2 separate regions of the Sus scrofa genome follow, and region 2 is linked to region 1. Evidence: chromatin contacts called from public Hi-C data. All regions are on one chromosome and are shown on one strand. Each heading gives the region's core, a stretch centred on a gene start, on an enhancer-like site or on the middle of the called end of the contact. The rest is flanking DNA. Distances are from core to core; before and after follow the strand shown.

What was found. A called contact is a pair of places that touch in the nucleus more often than the background predicts.
Region 2: a contact with region 1 is called in a Hi-C map of embryonic fibroblasts, with 3 times the contacts expected there. The contact joins two enhancer-like sites. A contact is called at or near these places in 5 of 47 Hi-C or Micro-C datasets (embryonic fibroblasts, heart right ventricle and skeletal muscle).

What each region holds. Positions count from the first base shown.
Region 1 is chr13:65,034,849-65,042,417 of Sscrofa11.1, forward strand. SSUH2 (protein SSUH2 homolog) reads right to left here. Exons shown (of 11, transcript XM_005669743.3): 11 at 6,345-6,764. The coding sequence ends at 6,618. Among named protein-coding and RNA genes, the nearest start is that of SSUH2, 28 kb to the right of the region's middle. Within about 2 kb of position 4,338, at least 5 of the 83 cell types and tissues checked have an H3K27ac peak or open chromatin away from gene starts, as enhancers often do.
Region 2 is chr13:65,140,201-65,147,769 of Sscrofa11.1, forward strand. All of the region lies in intron 1 of OXTR (oxytocin receptor), which reads right to left. Among named protein-coding and RNA genes, the nearest start is that of OXTR, 9.5 kb to the right of the region's middle. Within about 2 kb of position 3,226, at least 9 of the 83 cell types and tissues checked have an H3K27ac peak or open chromatin away from gene starts, as enhancers often do.

The sequences.
Region 1 (7,569 bases), core at 3,088-5,587:
GGATTGCCAGGCACCCAGTGGGGGGTGGGAGGATAGTGGAAGATGAGCCAGGAGTGACTGAGCCCCAGGACCTAGCCAGCAGGCCCAGAAACTCAGGTGACAAAGGCATGAGCCTCCCCTTATGCTTATTGCTAAGTCACTATCACTCCCGTCTCCCTCACCACACCGGATGGGAGCATAGGCTCTGGAGCCAGAATGCCCATGTCAAATCCCTGCCTGTGGACTTTCTCGAGGTGGGTTGAAATTCGCTGGGCCTCAGACCCTCCTCAGCCAAGTGGAGGTTCTGTTAATAACTCCCTTGCAGGATTCACATCAGCTGATGTGTATAAGGAGCCGAGACAGCACCTAACACACAGGTGGTACCCCAGGAATGTTCGCCATCATTTTGAAGTCCAGGGGTCCTCAAGGCGAGATCAGGACTGGATTCACCTTTGCTTTCCCAAGGCATGGGCTAGCTGGCGGCCAGCACAGAGAAGGGGCTCAGTTCCTACCTGCTGAATGAATGAACGAGTGAGTGAGTAAATGAGTGAGTCAGTGAGTGAAGTGGACTCAAGAGCTAATGCACTGACCTAGGGTCCTACCGTCCAGCCTTCCATCTCAAGCCTGGCTTCCTAAATGTCACTGTTGATGTCTCTGGTGTCTTTTCAAAAGGATAAAGCAGCTTTAACTGGAGCCAACAAATAATAGAAAACATACTAAATGCATCTCTAAAGAAACTTTCTGGAGCCACCCTGATTTCCCTGAGGTGGCCCAATAAGCCCAAAGACTGATGAGAACAATAGACCCTCACAGGGTTTTTATTTTACCAGAAAAGGCGCTCCCTTATGCAGATGGCCCTGAGGTTTCATGTGTGTGCACCTGCTGCCCCCTGGTGGACAGAGTCAAAGGCAGCAGGAAGCCTTGGAAACGTAAGAAGCTGACTGTCCAACTCCTAAGAAAAATATGTATGTGGTGTTTTAGTTTGCAAAGGACTTTCCCATTCAGTGTCTTATATGAGCCTTAAAACAGCCCTGCAAGGGGCTGGGCAGAGACTCTCCCCACTTCACTGTTAAAGAAACAAGTTAGAGATGGTAAGCTCACAGTAAGGTGAGAAAATTTCAGGTTCAAAAGTTCTGATTCCAAAGCCCAGGTATTTCGACTCAAAGTGTCAATTTCCTCTTGTCACTGTGCATGAGGATCACCCTAGGGTATTGGCTTAAACTACAGAATCTCAGCCACCAATACCCCGAATATCTAGACGTGGGACTGGGAATCTGCATTTTTGACAAATGTTCCAGGTGACGTTGGTGTAATCAGGTCCAGATACTTGGACTGGCTTTTGGAAGAAACTTCCTGGTATCACATGGCCTCAGACTCTGTGCTTAGACAACCTCTTAAGTCTGTTTGAGCTGCTAGAACAAGAAATCATGGACTGGGGGGCTTAGAAACAAAAGAAATATCTCACAGTTCTAAAGACGCCAAGTTCAAGATCAAGGCACCAGCAGATGGGTGTGTAGGGAAGGCCTACTTCTTTATACACAGATAGGCATCTTCTGGCTATAACTTCATGTGACAAGGGAACTCCCTGGGGTCTCTTTTACAAAAGCACCAAACCCACTACCCTCTACTCTCTACATGCATACCTCCCAAAGGCCCCACCTCCCAATACCATCACATTCGGAGTTAGTTTCATCATGTGAATTTGGGTGAGACATTCAATTTATAGCACTCTCCTTCTGCTCCACTCTCAATGCTAAGCTTCCAATCTCTTCCATTTGCTCTTCGCTGGATGCCTTCACGCCAGTAACAGCTCAAATCTTCTAAGAACTCATGTGCCAGGCACATCACCCACACTACTCATTTAGTCTCCCCCCACAACCCTTACTGGTTGGCGCTACCAGCTTATAGAGGGAGATCTCTGGGCAAGCATGGGTGATCTGCAGGTGAGCCAGGGTGGAAACTCTGGGCCATGACCACGAGGCCACACAATGTGGCTCTGGGCCCTACAGGGCATCCCACACTGTGTCCCAGCCCCCTTCAAGTCCTGCCTGGTTTTCCAATCATGGGACAAAAACAAATGGTCACTAAAATGACAGGGGCTTATTTTGGCCTAAAAGACTAGCTCCCCACATCCAGGTCACATCTATCTTTTAGCTGGAAATCCCAATTCCATCAGCTGATGAGGAAGTGGCAAAGAAATGCCCCCAGACCTGACCACATAAAGACAAGCAGCAACCACTCCTACAGCGTGGGGATGAGGCTAGAGGGAGGGAACTCCAAATCTGGATGCCACAGGGCTCTTCTGTCCCCAAGTATAGGAAAACCATCAACTGCTTAGAGTACTGCTAGATAGAACATTCTATGGTACTTTTTTCTATGCCTGTCTGATGCCAAGGATTACAAAATTAGAAAATAAGCACAGGTCAAAAAGTTTGATTCTTAAGAAGAAAAAGGAAAAAGAGAGAGAAAGAGAGAGAGAGAGAAAGAAAAGAAAAGGAAAAGAAAAGAAAAGAAAAGAAAAGAAAAGAAAAGAAAAGAAAAGAAAAGAAAAGAAAAGAAAAGGCAGGCAGGCAGGCAGACACAGGAATTCCCAGAAGTGGCCCCTGTGGTCTGTTAAGAGATGCAGCCCAACTCCCAGAACGTTAGGGAAAGGCTTTCCTGGCCTTGTTCCCTGGGTTCCCAAAGCTGGAGGTTGGAGGTCAGGAAAGGGCAGATTATGGGGCTGGGGGTCGCCTCAGGGTCCCCATCCATACCTCAACCACAGCAGCTCTACTTGATCTGTGAACCAGGTTTATGGATCTGGATCCCACAGAAGATTTTATTTGAGGGAGAAAGGTAAAAACTTAAAAGGAAAAATGAGATCCAATGCAGCTCCCTCAGGTACAAAAAGGAAACTGCCCCAGAGGTGAATGGACTTGCTCAGGACCACAGAGCTGGTAGAGGCCAGACTGGAATTAAAATCCGGTAGTCTCGGAGTCAAATCAACATGTGAGTTCCTCCAGCCCTTGGGTCAAGCCTTGCGGTCAGCACTGACATACACTACACGCATATAACACGGTCATGAGCAAAACCCAACAGCCCTGGGGTGGGCGGTCCAGCTGAGGCGGAGACAAGTCCAATCAGGGACCAGCACACACGCATGCGCCCCACTGGGCAGCGAGATCCAGCCGGACCTGAGGGCGACAGGAAAATGACCCAGGGAAGCTGGGCACGTGCCAGATGAGCTGAAGGGTGAGGAAAAGGGGAGATGGTGAAATAGAGGTCACTCGTGGACATTTTGATGCACGAGGCCTGGGTCACTCGTCACCTGGAGAGGCACTGTGATAAGCGCCTAAAGGAGTTTCATTCACGGAAGAGACAGCCTTTCCAGGTACTAAGCACCTACTACAAACGCTGAGCTCTGCCCACCTGATATCTCCTCAACCCGCCCTGACAAGCAAGCTGTATCTCATCTCGGAGATGAGGAGACTGAGGCTCAGCGAGGTTAAAAGAACCGCCCAGTGTCACACAGATGGTGAAGGGTAGGGGTAGAATTTGAACCAGAGTGTATATGCTCTTTCCACAATCCCTGACTCATAAGAAAAAAAAAAAAAAAAAAAAAGCAAAAGAAGACTGGAATTCCAGCTCTGGGGCCCAGCGGCTGACTGAAGAAGGGTCTTTGCTGCTGAGAAACGTAACTCCACAGTCCTGACTGAAAAAACAGTTCTCTCATCACTCTTCCAATCAAGGGCTGCACATGAACTAGAAATTGAAGTTGGCCTCAATACAATAAGCTGACAGGTGTTGAAGGCCAGGTTGTTGGGTGCTATAGAGAATGACGGGGACCTGGAGAGAGGAAACCCAGGTAGGGGAGGAAGTCCCTCCTGCCTTCTAAGCAGGGATCCTCCTCTACACCTGGCAAACACACACCATGCACACATCCACACCATGCGCACACATACACACATATGCATACACACATAATACACATATGCACATGCTCATACACACAAAAATACATGCATGCACATCACACGCACCATGCACACTTATTTACACATCTGTGTGCGAGCACACCCACATGTGCTTATAACCACCACCATTGCCTTGGGTCTTGGGCATCCTCATCAATCAAAACTACTTGATTTGCACATGGATTCTCTCACCTTCCTCTGCTGGCAGCCTCCCTCTCCTCCCATCCCCTAGTCTCAGGGCAGAGATGCCAGGTTTCTAGGAAACCCTTACTAAGCCCAGCATGCTCCTGGCCTCCTGGCAGAGGCCCAGTGTCTGTCAGTGCCTGGTAGAAAACAGGGCTGAGGTTGTCCTTTGGCAGGGCAATAAAGAAAGAGACAGCCACTTGAGTCTGGTGCTCTTCTACTGAACCAGGATCAGAGCCATAGTGTCTGGTGGCCAGTTTGGGGGTTAGGGCTGCCCTGCCCTTCTGCTCTCTACCCTCGAGTGACTTCAGCTTGGTCTGGGGCTACACAGCAACAGCCAACTCAGGCAGAAATAGCAAATTAAGTCACATCCTGGCTGCAGCAAAGGTCATACAAACAGATAACAAAGCAAGGGGAAACAGGCAAAAGTTATCAAACAGCTGGATGACCCAGGGACCATCTGGGATTTTGTCAGAACCATCAGAATAAAGGGACACTGTGGCTGAGGGCTCACTGGGGCTTGATTAGGTCAGTGTTTCTGTAATCCAGTTTATTCCAGCTGGATTTTTCTCATTGGGTCATGTTCACATGCCAGCAGCGTGTATGAGCCACATGGCCTTGACCTTAACACACACGAGACTCCCTTTCTGGCCTAAAATGACATTCATACATAGCCCATTTACATACCAGTTTTGAAAAAGAAATGGAATGCCCAAACTGAAACATAAAGGAGGAATGAGAAGAAAGCAGTGTTTTCATACATGTATTTCAATCTGTGATGCTTGAGCACAGTGGCCTGAGGAACCCCAATAAAGCCATCAGAGGGTAACAAGTTTGGACTTAAGAGAAGGGAGAGGATTAGAAGCCATTTCAAACAAGACACAGGGGAACAACAACCATCAGAGATGAACACCAAGTAACAATAAGCATTGCATTAAGTTGTAATTGACCAGACCTTGTAGAACTAAGTTCTCCGTGACCGTTGGCAGCACGTGGAATGACGCTCCTCTGTATGGATATCCCTGAGTGCTGGGGACACCTCAGCTTTCCTGGACTCTGTCCACCCAATGCCAATAGCCTTGTTTCCAATTATTCTAACAACCCAAACCCCTCCTCTCCAGTTGTCCAATGCCCAGAGGCAGAAAAGAAGCATCCCCTTGAGGACCACAGAGGTAGTCACACACAGGGACATCACGTTGACACCAGAGGTTGGAGGCCTTGGCTCCTCAGACGGAAGGAGATGAGCTGGAGACCCTTTGTGTTACCCCTGCCACCACCAGGCTCTGCCCCCAGCAACCAAGATATACCCCAAACCAAGGCACAACTTGTGCCGCCCTCGCCCTCCCCACACACAGAGACCAGGGCATGGCTGGAGGCAGCCACACCAGGAGGTCTGCAGGTCTCAGGCATCTCAGAGCCTCTGGGATCCATCCCTTTGCTCCTCAGTCAAGTTCGTACACAATGATCCACCCAGCCCCCGAACTGCCCTTCCAAAGCCGACCAGGCATTCAATGTGCAGTGTGCCCCCTCCACTCACCCACTCCCCCTGCAACAGGTGGAGTTCCAGCGTGTGCTTGGGTACACGGGACATCCAGGTCATGTTCTACTCAATGGGCAGGTTCTAAGGCAGCACATGTATCCAAAATAGTTTCTAAAATTTACCTGTCCACAGGCACCAGGTAAGAGATTGGTGTACAGATCCCCAGCTCATCCAACACAGCAGATTTTCTCTCTAGCCTGGGACTACCTATTTCTTCAATTACGGTGGGCATGAGGGGTGCTTACCCTGAGAGCCACCATGTTGTAAGGAAGCCCACACTGCAAGGAGAGACCATGTATAAGTGCTCCACCTGAGAGCTGCCATCAACCACCAGATATCTGTGCAAACCAGTCTTCGGACAATGTTGGCCCCCCGCCCTTAAGCCACCCCTTCCTTCAAATCTTCCAGGCAAGGCCCCAGACATCATGGGGCAGAGATCAGCCATCCCACCATGGCTCCATCTAAATTCCTGAGCCACAGAATGAGGAGTACAATTTTGTTTGTTTCTGCAAAGTACACTATTTGTTGTGCACTATTTGAAGCGCACTATTTGGCAACCAATTCCTGTGTACCTTTCAGTCTCTCAAAATCACTCAGCTCCACAAAAGACCCACACTTGCAGAGACACACCAGAACTGAGACGGACCCAGGGAAAAACAAAATCAGCCCCACACTCAATCAGGGCTTTTGCTCAGAGGCCAGAGGCAAAGCCCCCACCCTTTAAGGGACGGTTCCTAAAGGACTGTGTGTAGTATGAATTCTCGTAGGTTAAACACATGACAGATTCCAGCAGAGGGGCTCCAGAAAGACTAGTCATTTGACAGAGGAGTTGAATTTTCTGGAAGGACACACTGGGGTTTGCATGTAATTGTCCAGAGCAGTCAACAGTGAGTCAATGCAGAAACCTCCGCAATCCTCGATGGCAAATGTGAGTGGCAGACGCTGGGGGCAGCTGTGCGATGTCAGAGTATGGTGCAGCCGCAGCAGTACTTCTCGGGGTAATCCACCACGTACACTCTGTGGTCAGTGCCGTAGATGTAGTAGACATAAGTCTTTCCTTGGTACCAATAACGAACTTCCGTGAGAGGGACCAGCTCAATGGTCTGGCGCTGAGCAAACAATCGACCGAGAAAAACCTTAGTGTTCTGATCAAGTCACTCGCCTGCTCAAGAATCTTCAGTGGCTCCCTACTACCTGTGGGCTGAAAGTCATGCTCTGGAGTTGGCCTTTTGGCTCCAGCCTGCCTTCTAGATGCTTCTACTATGCTCCTTCACACACCCTAGCCCTGGCCCAAACTGACTTCTCATCTTTAACCATCATCTGATTCTAAGTTTCATGAGGTAGGGATGCAGACATCCCCAGGGGAGTTTCAGGAGGACTGGAAAGCCAACGGCCAAACAGGACATCTTCCTCATGTTTTTAGGTGGGGAGGGGAGGGGGCAAGGCAGAGAAAGGTGGATGTAATGTCATTTGAAACATTTTTATAGTAAGACAACAATAGAGCTATTAGGGAGTGGATTATATAATTGGGATGAAATCTTAAGAGAAAACCTAGACACCAAAGAAATTCCAAAGTTTGGTGGGCTGCTTTCTCCAGGCTGTTTTCTCAGACCCTTCCCCCTCTACCCCAGGATTTTCAGTGAGAAAAGACTTTAAAGTTTCCCCTCTGTTTACAAATGGGGAGACTGAGGGTCACGGAACTTCGAGTTTGGAAGATCATCCAGGTCAAGTTCCACCTCTGGCTATACCTGCTTCAAGCTCAAATCTCCTCCCTCATGTCCACATCTACCTGAGAGCCTGGGGGGCACCCCACCCAGGGGTCCTAAATCCCTCATTCTCTGATCCCTTTTCTGAGCAGTTTCTCAGAACCTCTGGACAACTACCTGCATAACCCACATGATGAAGTTACTCCTC
Region 2 (7,569 bases), core at 1,976-4,475, 100 kb after region 1:
ACCAGTGAAGATGTGGCTTCGATCCCTGGCCTTGCTCAGTGGGTTAAGGATCTGGCATTGCCATGAGCTATGGTGTAGATCACAGGCTCGGCTCAGATCCCACATAGCTGTGGCTATGATATAGGCTAACAGCTGTAGCTCCCATCCTACCCTGAGCCTGGGAACTTCCACATGTTGAGGGTGCGGCCCTACAAAGAAAAAAAAGAAAAAGAAAAAGAAATATCAACTCTCAGGCCTCACCCTAGATCTACTGAATTAGACTCCTGGGGGTGAGGCTCATCAAGCAATTGGCTACAAAGAGCCCTCCAGGGGCCTGTGACACACAGACAAGTTTGAGAACCACTGCTCTAATCACCAGGCACACCTGTGGAACAAAAGCAAGCAACAACACAACATGCAAAGCCCAAAAGTCTTGCAAAAGAAAATGTTTAGAAAGCAAAGGAGGGGGATCTAATCCTTAGACTAAAAGAGTAAATAAAGGGAACGTGGAAAAGTGAAGAGGAGGAGGAAGCCAGGACTTTTGAATTTCTCACTTTCCATAAAAGAGAATGGGGAAAACATTGATTTGGATGAATAAGAAAAAGATGAATTTAAGTTTAGAAAATCTGGTGAAATATAACAAAGACTGAAAATAGAACATTCTCAAAATCATAATTAAACATGAAATGAGAGGCAAAATCAGCACATAAAAGTCAAATTGTAAAAAGGCATCGAGACAGAAATTGTCAGGCACTAGGGAAGAATGCAGGTGCACAGAGCCAGGAAATGGGTAGAAGGAAGTCTTCAGGGACTCAGTTCTCACCTGGACAGAAAAGGCAGCATGTTTTACCCAGCTGTACAGAGTTATGTGGCATAATTGCAGCTGTTCGTTTATGCTACTTGCCTCACTCTTGACATTTGGATCTTTTAACTTATTTATCCCATTAAAAAGCAACAACAACAATCTACAGAAAGAGTAACACAGAAGAGTAACAGTTAATGAATTCCCAAGTAACCCAACCCCATTAGTTGTTCTACCTCCAAGTGGCCTCTCTGGGTGGGAGGAGTTGGGACCATGGTCAGCACCTCTGCCCCCAGCTGGTGGCCACAGGCACGAATGACCCCGCTAGTCTGGCTCTGGGGGAAGGATGACCCTCTAAATTGAACCTGCTCCCCTCAAGCCACCAAATGCTAAGGGCAAGCTTGAACTTGCTTAAAAAAAAAAAAAAATTGGTAATATCCTAACTAACCAAAGACATGGGTCCATAGCAGTGGAATTTCACACTATTGGGAATAAAAATCAGGCTATAGAAGACATTTCAAAAGAAGGATGCAGCAGAAATAAAGTCACATAAGTGAGACTGTCCAAAAACATTCAGGGGCCTCCAAAATTGTGGAGCGGGGCAGGGAAGAGGTTCATGGGAGAGGAAACTAGAAAGAGCCAGGCTGAAAAGGAGGATCTTGAATCCAGGCTGAACATGAACTTGAATCTAAAGGCAATGGGGAGCCATTGATGGTTTCAAAGCAGCAGAATGAGTGACTGGGCCTCATCCACTTTCCACACTAATTGTATTTTGTTTAGGCTACAACATTACCCTTCTTGGTAGCTAGAAAGACTTCTTAGAAGTGGAGAACAGGAACAGAACAAACCATGGAAACTATAATCCTTGGCATCTTATCATGCTGCTTCCAGGGGAGCACATGACAATGCAGTAATGTCAACCGCCAGAATCAAGGCTCGAGCTTGCACAGGACAGAACAGTTTTCAAAGAGCTTTATGCCCATTTTATAATGGGGAAAATGAAGCTCAGACTTTCCCAAGAACAAGTAATGAAGTCTGAAGGCTTTTAAAACTAAGTCAACATTCATGCAAGTCAGGTTGGTTCCAGTGAGCAAGTCCTCTCAGCCCCAAAGCAAAGATATGGGCTAGCCAGGCAACTGCCCTGGTGGTGTGATTTGAAGGACAGAGTTAGAGAACAATCTTCCTTTCCCAAAAGAGATGGAAGCCTCCTTGGAGGTTAAGTACTGCCCACTCCCCAGTCTTAAAATCCAACAGGGGACTGATTTCTAGAGGAAACACATTGCCTCCCAGCAGATCACCACCCTTCCTGGCAAAAGTCTCCTGATCTAGACCAGGGGCCGGCAAACTACAGCCCACGGGCCAAACCCAGCCTGCTGCTTTTTTCTGTTAATGATGTGTAACTGGAACCTAGCCAGGTCCATTCATTCCCATATTGTCAATGGCAGCTTCTGCACTACAAGGGCAAAATGGAGTTGTTGCTACAAATATCTTATATCCTGGGAGCCTAAAATATTTACTGTTTGGCCTTCTACAGAAAAGATTATCCAATCCTTGCTCTAAATGCATGCAGGAGGAGAAGATGCTAAAAAGCAGAGGGAAAGGGCTCCAAAGGGGAGGGGCAGACCCACAGGGTAAGTTCAGCTTGGTTCCCCACACCACCAGAAGCAGGATGGGGTGATGTCTTTGCTTTTCAGTACTTAGAAAACAAACGAAACCCACAAGAGAAGGGGGCTGCAACTCTGGGCAAGAGTGGGATTTCAGGGTCTCCACGGGGAGAGCTGGTTCTACTCTGTCACTTCCAGTTCCCTCTGTAAGTAACAGCTATCCCCCAGAACTGAGCCCTGACCGCCTGCAAACCATTGTCTGTGGTCCAGAAGGGAGAGCAAGCGGGAGGCACTGGGCTTGGGAGCAGCCCTCATGCTGGCCTGGCCTGAGCTTCCAGAAAGAGGGGGAGGGGGAGAGGGAGGACGCGGTGGGGGGAGATGGGGGAAGGTCAGATGTTCATGCATCCTTATGCACTGCCTCTGCTCAGTGCCAGCCACCCAGTTGGCCCTGGGGACCTACCTTCAAGGAGTTTACAAACTTGGGTGACAAAAAGAGAAGCACAGTCAGGCACCCTAGTCAAGGGGGAGCTGCGGCATTTGTGGGAGGGGCCAGACAGCCCAAGGCTAAGGACGAGGGGTGATCTTCAAGTGGCGGCTCCTCTGTGCCAGAGGAACAGACAGGAATGGCCACGCCAGGCCAACAGCAAACGTGCCCTGCTGGGCATTCTACCGCAAGGAGACAGAAACAACTCTGCATCTCCATCCAGTGAGTGACTCATGGAGGTGGGCAGCAGAGGGTCATTCGAGGACAGTGCCCCCAGCCTCCCACCTGCCTACCAGCCAGGCTTTACTCAAGCCCCAAGGAGTCCCTTGTTCGGATTTCCCGGCACTGCCTGCAGCCATCACCGTCACCAAGGGCCCAAATTAGCCGGAACAGCTGACGGGCAGCTGGCCATGGCCTCTCTGGCTGTGTTGTTCCTGGGAAACTAGCACGTTTCACGTACAATTCAAAAACATATGGCTAAGCTGACACCTCTCATCTGAATCAGATCAAGCTTATCAACTTTCCTAAAAGGCTCTCTGTCACTCCAGAGACCAATCACTGAGTTCAAGGCCTCCTTCCACCCCCACCCCCACTGCACAGCTTGTGAATCAGGACTCCCTTAAGGACTCCAAACCCCTTATTCCTACAGGAGCTATATAGGAATGTGGGAGTTACAGTACAGAAGGCTTTTTTTTTTTTTAATGATTTTTGAATGTATGTTGACACAAAGACTGACTAGTAATATGTATGACAGGGCACATTCTCTGAAAAGATCATTTTACACACTGAAATTGTTTTAAAAAATCACAGATGTATAAACTCGCCACATGTAAGGTCAGGAATCAAAGCTAAATTTGGGGGCTACAGAGTTTTAAATGGTCTTCTGTGACATCACCGCTCAAATCTGGGGACATGTGGGGCCAGGGCTGGACAGGACCAAAGAAATAACCATGTTCCACAAATAGAAGATCTGGGACTTCCCACAAACCACCAGCCCTTCTCTATCTCTGGAGAATGACAGGGCCCTGCCCCCAGTTCAGGCCACACATGTAAAGGCTAACCACACATTTTGGTAACAGGGTTAATCAAGTCTCATTACACGAGTTGCAGTCAATGGGTCAGCTTCAGTGCCTGTTCTGACATGACCTAGGAGCTTGATAAAAATGCAGACTCATGGGGTCAACCAAGAATCAGAATCTGCATTTTAACAAGATCCTCCATGTGCTCTGCATACACATGGAAGTCAGATGTTTTCCTCCAATATGGGTAAAGATAACAAAGTAACTGCCCAAGGATCTCCTCAGGGAATGCGCATCTGCTTCTTTGTCTAAACAGCTCCTACTCATTCTTCAAAACCCTTTTCAAATGTTGCTTGCTCTCAAATCCTCCTGATTTTCTCCTGGGAGGAGAGGATCAACAAATGCCTCCTAGGCACTCAGAGTACTTGATAAATGAATACCTTTCCTACAGCATCATCCCTTCATATTGTTTATAATTTGTGGTTGGGGACTGTGTCTCATTTGTGGCTCTGTCCTTAGCTATTAACAGAGACTGGAAAATAGGAAATGTTCCATAAGGGACTAAGTTGAATTGAAGCATGAAATTAGCAGACAGGAAGTTGGCATAAATCAGCCACCACCACTAGCATGTGGGAAAGGCAAAGACAATGTCCCCGCTTGACAATGGGGGAGGGGCCCTTAACAAGATGACTCAAAGGCAGATCCCTCTAGGATAATCAAGTGTACACTCAGCTATCAAAGTCAGGTGGAGAGAAAGAAACAGAATGAGTAAGAGGGACCATCACAGTGTGAGGCGTGGGCCATGAAGGGCAGAGGCGGTGGTATCAAAGCATCTGGCAAAGGGTGGGAGGGGCCAGCTCCCAGCAGACCAGAGGGAAGTGCTGGCAGAGGCTGCCCCTCAGTGGCCAGGAATCAGGATCACAGGAACCTCGGACTCTGGTGGGGACACGAAGACCTCACTCCTACCCACACCTCAGGAAAGGTTCCCCTTGGGTTCCTGAACCCAGAGTGAGAGCCTCCCCACCTTGCCTCCCACTGCTCCTCCAGGCAAGGCCTTCATTTCTCTTTAGCACTCTTGGTAGCAGCAACACCAAGCTGGCCACTACTCCTCAACTAAAGCCGTGGCCCCTCCACCAAAGCACTCCCAAGCTCAAAGCAACTCTCAGCCCCTCAACTGTGACCCAACACATCTTGATGTTTCTGACATTTTCTTTGTTTATTCTTTAGGGCTGCACCTGCAGCACATGAAGTTCCCAGGCTAGGGGTTCAGTGGGAGCTGCAGCTGCTGCCCTACACCACTGCCACAGCAACAATGGATCCAAACCCCGCCTGTGACCTACACCAAAGCTCACAGCAACACTGGATCCTTAACCCACTGAGTGAGGTCAAGGATCAAACCCATGTCCTCATGGATATTAGTCGGGTTCGTTTCTGCTGAGCCACAGTGGGAACTCCGTTACTGTCTTTTTAAAGTATTTACTGAGCACTTACTACATGCCCTGTACACAGGCAGGCACCCCTCCTCACAACCTCAGCACCATTCTTAACCCCAGCAACCCCTCACCCCCGGCAGACAGGTTTAGTCCACCACTCAGGGTCACTGCTGCCACTCCATGTGGCCACGTCTCAGGACAGAACCTCCTGATGGAATCTGGGGGTGTCCCACCCAGGGGCTTGTAGGTGTACCTGACTTGGCCCAACTGTCCCATGGTTATGCATGTGCCAGCTGCTGGCCACAGGAGGGTGACTGGGAAGAGGCCCTTTCTCCTCAGGGGAGGACTCACAAATCAAGGCAGCGGCTGTGGAGACAGAACCTTCAGGGGATACTGAACCACTGCTTATAGAATGAATGAATGGGAGGAGGAAGGAGCCCCCCCCCCCCAGCTGTGGGCAAGAGGGAAACTGGATGAGCGTGAGCACTGGATGGAACTGCCACGTCCAGCTGTTCGGGTTGTGCACTGCACAGCTCTCAGGAACACTATCCTCAAGACCTAAATGGAAACCCTGGAGTTGTGCACAAAGAGGCCCACACTTTGGACTTGGGCTTGGAAGGATGGGTCTCAGCAGAAGAGACTCAGGTTGGTGTTCCAGGGATGGGGTCAGAATCAGTATGGGTGCAAAAGGCACTGTGGGAAGCGTCAAGTCAGCAGGCCTGGACAGGGGTGCATGATGCAGTCTGGCCAGAGCTCAGGGAAGAAGGGCCGAGGGTACTCATTGAAGATATTATTTCAGGCCTGGCCTACACAGTGGGTCAAACCAGTGGTTCTCAACCAACATTTGAGGTTTTGCCTCATAGGGGACATTTTTGGTGGCCACAATTGCAGGGAGCTGCTAGTGATATCTAGCGGGTGGGGGCCAGGGATGCTGCTAAGCATCCTACCTCACCCAGGATAGCTGCCTGACCCACACCACACTCAAAACAAAGATTATCTGCCCCAAATGTCAACAGTGTTGAAGTTGAGAAACCCTGTTCTCAACCAGGAAGGGAGTGATGGAAAGCAAAGGAAGGTACTGATGTGAGAGGTACTGAGCTAAGATCCGCTAGGACGGAGGAATCAGTGGATGGGGGGAGGAGCTGAGGGATGTGGGCTTTGAATCCACAGTGCTGAGAGGGTCCTGCTGTTAGCTGGAGTGTAGCTGGGTGGGGGGATGTGCTGGGTGTCACAGGGAAAAGAGCCCAGGAGTCTGGGATATTGGGGCCACAAAAAGGGTGCAGGGCTCTGCTTCGGAGGACCAGAAGCAGAGCCAAAAATTTGTTTTTTAACAAGAGCCTGGAGACCCAACACTGAGGGAGGAGCAGTGTTGAGTGGGCTGTGCCTCTCTGAACCTCAGTTTCCTCATCTGTAAAATGGGGATAATGTCCCCTTACCTTGCGGTGTTTGGGTGAGGATGAGAGATTGGGCCCAGATTCAGATGCCTGAGACCAGGCCTCTGAAGGGGACAGTCCTCACTATCCAACTTTGTCTTCTGGGGGCAGGGGCTCTGGCAGGCGGGACCCTCCTACACCCCCTGCTCCACCTCCCACTCCCTCCCTAACCCACTCAGACATCCATAAAATGGGAAAACGTTGGTAGCAAAGCCTAGCCCAAGATAATTTTTTTTTTTTGCTATTATTAATCAAACCTTTGAGGGAAAAAAAGTGAAGTGACCTTGGGGCAGAAACCCAAGAGAAGACAAAGTATTGGTCAAGAACTTAAAAGAACCCACAATTGCTTAATCAGATGAAGAGTGTGGTCATTAACTGCAGATCTACTTCGAGGTATGCTCAGAAGGGCCAAGCTTGAGAAAAGCAAGCTCTGTCCTATCTCCTCCTGCCACTCCACCCACCGCCTCTGCTCTCCATTTCACTGAGTCCCCTAAGTAGCAGGCCCCTCTGAGGTAGCTGGCCCACCACACCTTGGGCACAGTATCCTTGGAAAGTAAGGTGGGCAGGCCACACTGGAGGGGCCAGAGTTCCACAGAAATGGGGAGGGGCTTGGAAGCTCATTTTACAGATGAAGAAACACTTAAAACCAGGTCTCTTGTGCATTTCAACCTTCTTCCTGGTATGACAACCCCAACAAATGTTTGATTGCCCCCAGGGGTGGGGTGCTCACTTCTTCACCAAGTAGTCCCTCCTATTGCTGGAGGGCTGCCCTAGAAAGTCCTTATTTCTCGAGCCCAACTCTTTACCCACCCTGT